Regions from separate parts of the Arachis hypogaea genome. Here region 2 is linked to region 1. A link is a contact called in public Hi-C data. All regions are on one chromosome and are shown on one strand. The core of a region is the stretch at or near the end of the contact, and the rest is flanking DNA. Distances in the headings are between cores, read along the strand shown.

Region 1 (6,566 bases), core at 170-2,669:
GTTGTATAATAAAATTTGTAAAAATATTATTAATTTAATATCTATATAATTTTACACACATACATTTATAATTTCACACAAATAACATCCATAATTTTATTTACATAATATCTATAATTAACAAATTTTTATAATTAATATTATCCATTCTCAAAGTATGTATTTTTCAAATTATTTTAATATCTTTTATTTGATATTCATATATATGGTTATTTATTGATTTTAATCTGTTTAGTTAATAATTATATTTAAAAATTTATTTCATGATTTTTTTTATATTTTATTTTTATTTTTTAATTTATAATGTATAATCTATATGTAAAAATATATTTATATAATAGAAGTTGTTAAAATATTTCTATTTTAACATTTATAATTTGATATGGATAACATCATAATTAATGAATTGTAATTTTTTATTTTGCAGGTCGTCCTAAACTAATATTTTTTTAATTTTTTATTTTTAATAAATTAAGACTAATTGAATTTGAACTTTTGATCTTTTTTTATATAAAATGTGATGTGATGATTTGAAAAAATTTTAGGGTTAATGATAAAGGATTAAGGGTTTGTTTGGGAAGTTTTAAAAATAATTTTTTTGAGCTTTTGACTTGTGAAAAGTTGTAGTATTAATGTTTGGTGTAATTTTTAAAATTAAATAGCAGTTTTTTAAGAAGTTATTTAGGAACTTATAGAGAAGTTAAAAAAATGACTTCTCTCGTAGTATTATTATTTTTTATCATATTTTTATAAAATAATTACTTTTAGAACTAAAAACTCAAACACAAAATAACTTATTTATAAACTACTTTTAATATAGTTATTTATTATTTAAGCTATTTTTTTAAAAAAATTTAATTAAGTATTTTATCTAAACTGGACCTAAAGACTTTTAATTGAAATAAAGATGGTATAATTGTGTATATAATGAAAGAGAGATTTTTAAAATTTGATTTACATAAATTTGAATTGATTCGTGATGTAATTAAATAAAAAAATAATTACAAAAAAATTAATTGTATCAATTAATTAAAAGAAATAATATATATTCTCTTATAAATAAAAATGTTATTAAATATATTTTTATTTAGTATTTATAATTTTTTAGTTGCATAAAAGTGAATATTTTTTAATAAAAAAAAAATTAGATAGTGTTAACTATAATTTTTTATTTTTTATTATTTCCTCTCATATTTAATTTTGATTCTATTTATAAAATTAATAATAAAAAATCAAATTTTATTTCCTCAAGTGTTAAAAGATTGGAGAGATCCATTTCTACTTCCATTACTCGGATACTAATCCTTATTTCTTGTTTGACTCGTTAATCCTTAGTCATTTCTGATTTTTTTTTTGGTAATTAATTCAAATTGAACTTAGTTTAATGAATAATATACTTAGAACAACAACATGATGGTTATTGATGATGAAACCAAAGTGAAGAAAGAAACGAATTCCAAAGTTAGCTCCTTTTTTTCCTCTCTCTCTCTCTCTCTCTCTCCGGTCTTTTTAGCTTGGTGGGTCTCCCCGCTCACTTTCTCTCTCCATTTAATTGCATTACGCCACCGCCGTTACACGCGGCAATTTTGTTTCCATTTTTAAAACTTAAAACAACACTAACAATAATAACACTTGTATCATCATTTTGCTTAGTAATAATAATCTGAGAGAGAGAGAGAACCCAGCATAGGGAAAAGGGTACCTTGGTGGTTGTTGTTGTTGGTGTTGGCTTGTAGCTGTGTTGGTACTTGGCGGTGAGGATTGGATTAAGATTGGGATTAGATTGGGGTTTGGCTTGAGGGCCTTGAATGCCATCTGGGTTTTACCTCTCTCTGGCAAACAAGTCCCAAAGCTGAACCCTTTCACTCTTCTCTCTTCTTCACCTACAGAAATGGTAGAAGACGTGTGTTTCTTCCACAAGGTACCATCTTCACTACTTCCACCTTCTATTTTTACTCTCACTAACAATGTGCTGCTCTTTTTCTTTCCTATTTAACTTCGATTCTTTATGCTTAAATTTGGGTGCTTTTTCGACTCGATCAACTTGGGGAAGAGATGGTGAAAGCGGGTTCCATTTTTAGTTCGGGGAAGAATTAAGTCATACTTTTATTGGATTAAAGTTGAATCCTTTGCGTGTTTCTATCTGAATATTGTGGGCTTCCTAATTCTTCATTATGTATGTTTATATAGGAAGTTTGTCTATATTCTGCTGAGGCTTTTGAAATCTGGATATTTAGTACTAGATTCAGTTCCGATTTGATAATCTCCAATGTTTATATTTTTTCTTATTCTGGGATTTGGAGAGTGGGGTTTGGGGATTGCAAAAGGGTAGGTTCCACCGTTTTACCTATTTGATGCCCTTACTAGGAATGGAACTTGTCCCCATTGCAGGACATTCTTGTTATAAAGCCTCCAATGAAATCACCAACGCTATTAAGGATGGCAGTCTTGGTGTTTTCCGTGGTTTGTGGCATTTTTATCTTCTCGGTATGTCTAAAGCAGATAAGCACCCAAGCAAGGACCAACTTTGTGGAGTTCAATGTAGTTGAGAAGCCTTATCAGAGCAGAATGAGGCTAATCAACATTTCGTACTTACATTATCCCAAACCTGTATCATTTAACAGGTAATAGGAACTTTCTGTTAAACTGTTAAATCGTTATCAGTTGATTTTCGAGTTTGGTTTATTAATCACCTAGTTCGTTTCCAGGAATGAGTGTTCTCATAATCCTGTACTATTCTTTGCCATATTGTCGAATCAGAGATCAGGCAGCGGGTGGTTTGAGACCCTTTTAAATAGTCACATTAATGTAAGCTCAAATGGGGAAGTCTTTTCTGCTAAAGAGAGAAGGCAAAATGCTTCTTCTATTATACAGACGTTGGATAGAGTTTACAATTTAGACTGGTTCAATAGTGCTTCCAAGAATGAATGTTCTGCTGCAACCGGATTAAAGTGGATGCTTAATCAGGTACATGTTTGTTCCCAAAATAGTCACACATTGATTGTTGTTAATGTTGGTCAATGGCTTATGGAATTTCTGGCTTGTTACGCTGAACGAACTGTTATAAGACTTTGCTTCAATTTTGTGCTGTTGTGTAAACTATGAGGTTCTTAGATATATTGGCCTGGAAGATTCTATATACTTCTCATGAAACATTTCAATAGTCACTCATTACTGACGCCCGGATTCAGTTCCGACATGACATATCAATCATTAAATATATTCTGCATCATTGACTAATTGGCTGCAAATTAAATTACAAGCAAGAATTGCGTTCTTATTATATATGATCCAACAAGAAGAAAAAATTACACCATACTGTAGTTCTGCAATGGGCTTAGGCTGCACTGTAATTTATCAGCCTTTCTTTTATTTTGGAATTTGGATGAGGAGGATTTGAGTTAAACCATTGACGGCATGGCACGGTCTGGTTCTGTGCAGGGAGTAATGGAGCACCATAAGGAAGTAGTGGAATACTTCAATAGAAGAAGTGTTTCGGTCATATTTCTTTTCCGGAGAAACTTACTACGAAGGATGGTATCGATGCATGCCAATTCATATGACCGTTATGCTAAGCTTTTGAATGGAACTCATAAATCTCATGTACACTCTCCAGAAGAGGTATCTCCTTCTTCCTTTCCCATGATTTCTGTTACATAAATGAAATGACACTCATATCCGCATTTATTTTAGGCTGATATTCTTTCAAGGTACAAGCCTACCATAAACTCTACATCATTGCTGGATGACTTAAAGGACATGGAGAAGAGAGCCACAAACGCTTTAGAATACTTCAACAGCACTCGGCATATGATATTGTACTATGAGGATCTCATGAGAAATCGCACTGTAAGGATCTCACCACGAACTCAATACTTTTGCTTATCAAAACCGTAAATTAATTTATCGCTGTTACTAGAATTGAGTTTAGCTGCAAATGTGTCAAATATAAATATGAAGAATATGAACTTTTTGTACCACATTGTTTTACCAAGTTCTCAGAGTCTTCCTGGTCTCTATGTTAAGGGTAAAGTCAAGAGTAACCGTCTTATTCCTTCTTCAATATTACTTTACAATGCCTTACATAGGATTTACTGGTTCTGTTCTAGCAGAAGCTAAAAGATGTGCAAGAGTTTCTAGGATTGCCTCCGATGGAGTTATCGAGCCGTCAGGTTAAGATACACAAGGGGCCATTGTCAGACCACATTCAAAACTGGGATGAGGTTAACAAGACACTGCGAGGAACCGCATACGAGAGTTTCCTCGAAGCTGACTACTAGTGGTAATCTCCTCTAACTGCTCCAAAGGTGTAAATACCAACTTCACTGATCTTTTTGCCCCCAGGAAAAATCTTGTTCTAGAGTTTTGATTTTGGCTTAGAACACTCCAAACTGTGTTCTGTTGCCTTCTGTGTCACTACCTCCTGATCAAGTCAACACTGTTGATTGTTCATAACCCCCTTGCTGAGTGAAACATGTATATGCCATTACCACTTAATTATTTTAACTAAACAAGAGCATTTGCTTTTACTCAATATCAGCTTTTATGATCTTTGCTTTCTCACTTTGGGCTAATAGTGAAAATAATCATCAAATGATCATTTGTGCATCAATTTATCATTGAATCCTATGCTTCAAATTAATCCTGATACAACCATGAATCAAATTGATTTTTTCTCAGTTAGAAGATGATACATGGCTTAATTATTTTGTGACACATTATTTAACATACGGAAAGATCAAGTTGACGCACATAATTTTTATGAGATTACTTTGACTATTAATCCAATATTAATTGCTATAATAGAACTTAACACGATCAAACATAAGTAAGAGATTATAATATATAAAGATGGCTATCAAAATTGATTGACAATTGATTCGATAAGGGCAAAAAATTATAATAAACAGCATAGTCCATTAAGCCAAACTAATCTGTTTGACTGCTGTAGAAACTATGCATATGATATCAACATGGAACTTGGAAGTGAGTTTAGAAGCACTTCAATTCATTAAACTCGGTGCATATAAAAAGTTAAATTTAAATTTTAAAATTTTGTATACAATTAAACAAATTTTCTTTTAAAAAATTATTTAATACTCTCAATTTTCTAAAGGGAAAGTACAGGGAGCCAATGGCTTAAGCGTACAATGCGTACAATGAAGGTTTAGGAAGTATTAGAGATATAATCATTAGTGTTACATTATCCTATCAGGTTATGCTTTTGGAATGAGTGGTTTCATGATATGACATTAGAGTTCTAGATTCAAAAGGTTAGAGGTTCGATCCTTGGTGAACCCCAAAATCAGCTTAAGTTTTTGAGATGAGTGGTTTTATGACATGAGATGTTTATTTATCCTGGTATCCGAATGGTTATTCTGGATAGTATGGGTGATCCGGATGGTTATTTTGGATAGTATGTGTGATGTTCATTCTATTCATGGATCAAAGATTTAGCCCATTGTACACATTGTACACTTAGGCCATTGGCTCCCTAGCACTACTCTTTTCTAAATTACAACACCTTTTTTTAAAAATTATTTCAAGTATTAATTTATTGAGTTTTTAAAGTTTTTCGAAAGTAACTAACAAAAATCTCAATGTTTTTGAACCATTTTGTTGTAAAATAAATAAGGAAGATATAATAAATATCAAATAAATAAGTATAAATAGAAAACTATAATATTGACATTTGCCAATATAATTATCTCATTATAATAGAAGTAATTTATATAGATACTAGTATATTGCCACTTAAAAACCCACAGAGAGAAATAGAAAAGGGAGAGAGTTTTATATCGTAGAGAAAGAGAGGAGAATATTTGTTATTGTTATTGTTGTATATTGCCCGATGATTTATCCTCTATTTATACATGCAAAAATTTATTGTTTTCAACTTTCATTAAATTCATTCTCTCCTGAGAATAGACATCCACATTGATCCTTATCACAGCACTCCCTTTGGATGTCCATTTAAGATTATATCTCATTAAAACCTTACTAAAGAAAAATCCAATAGGAAAAAACTTTAGTGAAGGAAAAAGAATACAAAATCCTTTGTGATGGAGACTGCTTCATTAAAAACCTTGTCAAGAAAAATTTAATGGAAAAAAACCTGACCAAGGGAAAAAGAGTACAGTCTCTCCCTCTTGTCGACATCATTTAATATCTTGAAATCGATGCATCCCAATCTAATGTACTAATCTTTCAAAAGAGGATTTTGGGAGAGGCTTTGTAAATAAATCTGTGAGATTATCACTTGAGCGGATTTGTTGGACATCAATTGTCCCTTGATTTTGAAGATCATTAGTGAAGAAGAATTTGGGTGAAATATGCTTTGTTCTATCACCTTTGATGTATCCACCTTTAAGTTGAGTAATGCATGTTGTATTATCTTCAAACAGAACAATTGGAGCTATCTTCTGATCAATCAGTCCACATGATGACAGAATATATTGGATCAAACTCCTGAGCCAAAACACTCGCGACTTGCTTCATGAATCAATAGTATTTCGACATGATTAGAGGATGTTGCCGCTATTGTCTATTTTGTGGACCTCCATGAT
Region 2 (6,762 bases), core at 2,484-4,983, 79 kb after region 1:
ATGACTAGACACCAATAATAATAATAATAATAATAATAATAATAATAATAATAATATTGAATTAAATTAATGGCAGGTCGATGAACTGTTTATAATTTGTGATCCATATATAATAGTGAGTCAAAAGATTGACTATTATATATTAGAAATTAATATAGTTAAATACAAATTATTTTTAATATACCAACAAAAAATAAAACCCTAGTTATTTTGAATCAAAGGGGAGTACGTACACAATTGGCATTTCCATACAAATGTATGTTCACTTTGCATCTCATTATTTTAACTTATTAACCGTCGTCGCATAATCTATATACCATGAGTTAATACTTAAATTCGTCCCTAAAAGATCACATAATTTTCATTTTTGTTTTCGAATAATTTTTTTAATCAAATTAGTTCCTGAAGGGTTGGTATATTAATTTTTTTTAAAATATTTTTTATTATATAGTTTATAGAAAAATCTATTTTTCAGATTTGAATTCCAGACTTTTTAATTAGTTGAATTATAAATTATTTTCATCTTAACTAATTCAATCTTTATTATTTTTATGCACATTTAACAAATAAAAGAATAAATCAATAATCATATTAGTACCTATTAATACACTAGTAATAATAAATACGTTAAAACATCACAGGACAATAAAATTGTGAACTGAACTTCAATATGTATATAAGTATATTAGTTAGGGCAAATTATATTTTTTATTTCAAATTTTTAAAAATAATTAAGAATAAAAATATACTAAAATTAAAATTTTTAAGTGAATTGAAAAAAAAATTCGAATAAAAAACTTACTTTCAAAAATTAAAAAAATGATTGTATAAAACCCGCAAAATAGGAGATTAGTTTACTTTTTGTTTTGCCTCGAAATAGAAAATATATGACATTGTCATATGTCTTTGTTTGATTACGAAATATAATATTATGACTACATTCGGTCTCTATTATAAATAATGATAGCATTTTTACTATAATAAAAAAATTACAAATATAAATTTTAAAAGATTTATACTTGTTGGATTTGAAAAATTTAAAATATTATTAAAAATATTAATTATAAAGTTATTAATTTAATTTTTTATTTTAATTAGTTGTTTAATAATTTTGTTGAGTGTATATATTTTTATTTATTGGGTCAAAAGTCACATAAGTCTAATTTGATGAGAAAATATTTAATTTTGATGTAAAAATAATTTCAAACAAAATGATTGAATTATTTTTTGCATAAACAAATATTTATTGGGCCAAAAGACTAATGTGAAGCCCAAAAACAAATTTCTTTTGATCCAACAATTTGTTGGTCCGAAATTGAAGAAGAAAGAAAGGAATTGAAACATGTTTGGTTCGGTTACTTACTCCCCTTGTGGAATAGAATTCAAAATTCAATTGATTTAATTACTTGCCTTAGTAACAAAAATAAATAAATTAAAAGTGATTTGATAGCATTTACTGCTCCACACGTTACTGTATATAGGGAAATGAAAGTGAGATTTAATTTGTTTTAATTTCGTTCATTGCATCCAAAGCTTTTTCTCTCTTCTCTATCCTCTCTCTCTTTGCATACATTCATGTCATACAAAAAGAAAGAAAGAAGAAGTTATCAGAAAAGCAAAAAAACTATGAAGAAGGAAAAAGACAAGGGTAAAAATGGTCTTTGAGAAAAGAAGATTTAAAGCATGGCGTGTTTAAGATTTTTTCCACTAAAGGCAAGATGTGAAGAAGAAGTTTCAAGATCTTCATGCCAAAAGTAGAAGCAATCGATCTCGGTCAGAGACGAAGATCTCTGTGGTGAAACTCGTTTCCACTTTTGTTCATCCAAGACAGAAGGTAGCTATTGTAGCTACGTGGAGGAAGAAGCAAAAATGGAACAGATGGAGTCGTCAAGGATCAAGAGTTCATCAAGAGTCAGAATTCTTTTTTGGAGACAAAGTCAAGATGGAAGGCTCAGATTGATGAAGTTTAATAGGAAGAGATGAGAGAGAGGTACATGCATGTTGATTTGCTTTCGATTTTCCCTCTCTCTTCTCTCCGTCCAAACTGGCCTTTATATTGAAGAAGAAGAAGATGGCTTGGTTGAACTGGTTTCAACTTTGGAAATTTTCCCTTCTATAATAAGAGTGAACGGCCAAGGGTTGAAACAAGGAGAGTAAGCATAGAGTTCTCATAGCTACCCTAAACTAACAGAAGTTCTTCTCCTTCAATGTGTTTCATTTAGTTTTCTTTTCTTTAATTTTATTTGTCTGAGTCTCATGGTGAAAAAGATAAATAGAGTGAGGTTTGCAAGAAAAAGCTAGTGAGAAGAAAAAGACAGAGAGAGCAAAATTAAAGAAAAAGCCATAGATGTCTAAGAGTTCTTTTGTACATCTATGTTATGTTTCATAATCTTGTGGGGATTTCCTTGTAAGTTAGGTTAGCACTTAGCAATTGAAAGTTTGACAGTTGTCCAAGTCAAGTTCAGTTTTGGGGATAGAATCTAGACTTATCTCAGATAGGAATGGGTAGTTCCTAGGGAAGAATTGGTGTATGTAATCAAATTATAGTGAAATTCTTTCACTGTTGTGATGGAGATTGGATGTAGGTTGCATTGCACCTAGTAGCTGAACTATGATATTTTTGGGTGTGATTCTCTTTCTCTCTCTCTCTCTTCAACTCCATTTCTGTTTTTGTTACATAGAAGATAAAATTAAAAAACATCTCCTAACTGATTACAAGACAAACAGAAAAAGTCTCTTAACTAGTTATGAAAAATAAAAATAAAAATGTCTCCTGAAATTATCTAAAAAGACAAAAAAAATACTCAACAAAAAAGAGTTAAGATTTAATCTCCCATTTTTTTAATTACTGATTACCATTAATATTCTTATAATTCACCTAAAATAATTCAAACTTAATAACTTTTAGATGCTAATCTAACTTAGATAAGTGAAACCAATTACACTCTAAACTCAATATGCTTTCGAACACAATCACTTAAACAAAACTATAAATAATTTTTGTGTGGATTAACTTTTTTTATTTTGTGTATCTCTCAATGTGATGAACTTAATTTTAAATAATAAAAAAAATTGAACCATATAATATCAAGGAATAAAACTACATTAGCAAAAGCTGTGTTTGTATTTCGAATTATTGCTTCTTTCATGGTTGATTTCTTCATATATAGCAGTTTGATCGATCTCTTCTTCAATTGAAGAATTATTTTTTTTATTTTGTTGTATTAGTCATTGCACCCGTCAAGGAGATAGTCATTAATTGAATATAAATATCTTTTTTATTTATCTTGATTGCAATGTGCAATAACTTTTCAAATAAAGGACAATCGAATTTTTACATATAATTGTTAATCATGAGTTGTATTGTACGAATTATAAATTGTTTTATTGTGTTCCTTGATTGCTTTTTAATAAATTTTTACATTGCTCATAAAAAATAAGTTAAAATATAAAATATCAATTATATTATCATAACAAGTTAATATTCAATTCTTAACGCAACATATACTTTATTCTATACGAAATATCTTTTGAAAACGAAAGTAATATGCAGAGTTTCCTGAGAGAAATGATAAAATGATGCATGATATGCATCGGTTTATTTATTCGGCCCATTGCATGTGTGAAAAAGTTTTTAAAACCCGTGAGTATTAGGCCTTAACCCATATTGTCCCCAGGTAGCAAAATAAAGTCAGAAAAGTCCAAGGGGTTAACCAATGAATTGCAATCACTCAATTATCGTACCTTTTGTGGCTTTGGTTTGGGCAATTTGAGCCTATTAACAATGAAGAGTTCTTCAGTTCGAGGGAAAAAAAAAAAAAAAGAACAGGATATCTACACTACAACAAGAAAGAGTTTTCAGTTGTAAGCCTTTGGTGAAAGCCACCTATATCATTATCCTCTCAATTGTTAAAAAAAATTGAGAGAGTAAAATATGATTTTTAATTTTTTATTATACATTTTTTCATTTTTTTAATCTATTTATAAAATTAATAATAAAAAATTACACTTTACTCCCTTAATTATTAAAAAAAAATAGAGAGGATTCATTCTTTAATATAGTGAGGCACAAATTTAGTGAGCCGCATCTATTTGTATCGGTAAAATGCCCAAAAGTGATTTTGCTTATTGGTAAGTTAGATTGACTAAAACAAAATATTTTAGGAAAATTGATAAATTCATTCCTGATTTTTTCTCTTCAAAATTTGGATATATCGATCTCTGGGTCTAATTTGTCCTATTTTAAAAACTCTCTTACGTGAGCACCCGTATCAACCAGATCAGTATAACGGGTATCACATTTAATTTTTTCATTAGATTTAACAAATCAAAGTGAACATGACTACATGAGAGATTGATATGTCCACATTTTTAAAATATCAAAAATTTAAATGTATTTTTAAATTCTCAAAAACTTAAATATCTATGGATTAAAAAGTCAAATACATATCTATCCTTTTCTTAATATTTTATTTTAATGGGATCTTTTTGTTATAATTTTTACGATAGAAATTTTTTCATAATTTTCTTTATCTTTTTCTTTTTATTTTATTCAATTTAATTACAACCTTTATTTTCATTATTAACTGTCAGCTTCTCAAACTCTTGTCAGTTCCTCTCACTGTCGCTTCTCATGTTGGACTTCTAAAAATTAATACTAAATCTCCCTCACCACCATCACCACCACCACCACTACCACCGTCTCCACCGTATCCTTCTCCCTCCCTCTCATCACCACCACCTCTCTCTACTTCCTCGTTCTTTTTCTCTACCGTCGCAAGTGCACTACTCCTTTTATTATCTTCACCGCCGGCGACGACAACAAACTTTTCCAACGTCTTTCCTATTAACTCCTTCGTCGCACCACCAACTTCTTCTCCTCTCAGTCCTGGTGACTTCAGCACCGTCTTTTTCAATATCCTCCCTCCTTCGACTCTAACGAGAACCGCAGTGAAGCTCATGGACCCGTTGAGGGTTGCAGTGATGCATGTATACTCAAAGGTAGAAATTGTGGAATTGATCTATGCCATGAGAGCCTCTGGTGTAGTGACTGTTAGAATATATTAGAATCAATTAGTATTAATTAGAATTATTTAGATATGTTAAATAATACTAATTGATCTAATTGATGCTAATTATACTCTAATATCTCTCTTCAAATTCAAGTGACAATTTAAATTTAAAACTTATTTGAAACAACTTAATAAAAAAATACATAAATTAATAAAACAGATAAATATAATCAACATCAATTAAATCAATTAATATTATTTAACATATCTAAATAATTCTAATCGATACTAATTAATTCTAGAGTAAACTATCGTTTTTGTCCCCAACATTTGGGGTAAGTCATATTTGTGTCCCTAACGTTTAAATCGTCCTATTTGTAACCCTAACGTTTATAAAAGTAATTCAATGTTATCCTACTATCAATTATACTAACAAATCAGATTATATTTTTCAATTATTCTCACTTGGATGTATTCATTCTCAATTATGTCTCACTTGGATGTGTTCGATTTTAATATTATATCCACTATTTGTGTTTAGATTTAATTATGTTTCTAGAAAAGTGAATTATGTAAATGTTGTAGGAATTAGTTTCAACTTTTGATGAGCTATTTTTTGGAGTAGATCATCGATTCTATCCCAAATATTTGTATTCTAACTTCAAGAAGAAATTTTTAAAACTCAAATTAAAGTGTTCATGATGTGTAATTAATAATAGGATAACATTAAATCATTTTTACAAACATTAAAGATACAAATATGATAATTTAAATATTAGAAACACAAATCCAAAAACAAAAACAAATTAATTCTAATATATTCTCACAGCGACAATAATCCTTACCCATCATTCTCAATGATACTCCAGCGAATTTTATTGGATTCTTCAAAACCCGAACCCACTTTAAAATCGTGAAGAATAGAATTGGAATTCCCATTGCAACGTTATGAATGGATTGTGTTCCATTTTTTAAATTCAGGAGCCGCTCACATAAAAACGTTTAAAATATTTTTTTAAAGATATTTTTTTAGTAATTAATATTCGATTTATATAATCGATTAAATTGTATTATTTTTGTTAAAATTAGATAAAATAAATCGGTTTGACCAAAAAATTGATTAACCAAATTTTAAATCGATTTAAATTAATATTTTTTATAAAAATTACTGTAATACTCCTATTATAAAAAATGACTTAAAATATTTTTACTATATATTTTAAAACTCTAAAATCTAACCTTTCTCTTTTCTCTATGCCATTATAGAATTAGAATTTAAGATTTTTAAAATTAATATATATAATAAGAATATTTTAATCCGTTTTTATAATAAGAGTATTATAGTTATTTTCTATAAAAAAGAATATTAATTTAGATTGATTCAAGATTTGATTTTTCGATTTTTCGATCAAATTGGTTTGTTTGGTCTAATTTTGACAAAAATAACACAATTTGATCGATTATATAAGTTAAAATTTAATTATTAAAATTTAAAAAAAAATGTTTTAAACGTCTTTATGTGAGTGACAACACACATTATTCTAATATATACAACATATATTCGAATATATATATAACAAATCACATATTTGAATATATAAAACAAATAAGAGAATAATAAAAATTTTGAAGTTATAAATTAAATTAAAATATTCTGATCGAAAAATGGCGAGATAAAATATTTTTTTATGATATTAACAAAATAAAAATTTTAAAGTGTATAAATTAAATTAAAATTTAATTTTTTTAA

The links. A called contact is a pair of places that touch in the nucleus more often than the background predicts.
Region 2: a contact with region 1 is called in a Hi-C map of an unstated tissue, with 2.5 times the contacts expected there. The contact joins the enhancer-like site here to the promoter of LOC112800598 in region 1. A contact is called at or near these places in 2 of 8 Hi-C or Micro-C datasets (leaf and an unstated tissue).

Annotation. Positions count from the first base shown.
Region 1 is chr5:8,649,655-8,656,220 of arahy.Tifrunner.gnm2.J5K5, forward strand. It overlaps LOC112800598, which reads left to right and starts at 1,420. Exons shown (of 6, transcript XM_025842931.3): 1 at 1,420-1,921; 2 at 2,392-2,624; 3 at 2,709-2,967; 4 at 3,442-3,621; 5 at 3,694-3,849; 6 at 4,113-4,534. The coding sequence starts at 1,892. The coding sequence ends at 4,280.
Region 2 is chr5:8,726,023-8,732,784 of arahy.Tifrunner.gnm2.J5K5, forward strand. No RefSeq gene overlaps it. Among protein-coding and RNA genes, the nearest start is that of LOC112803227, 26 kb to the right of the region's middle. Within about 2 kb of position 3,734, at least 2 of the 3 cell types and tissues checked have open chromatin away from gene starts, as enhancers often do.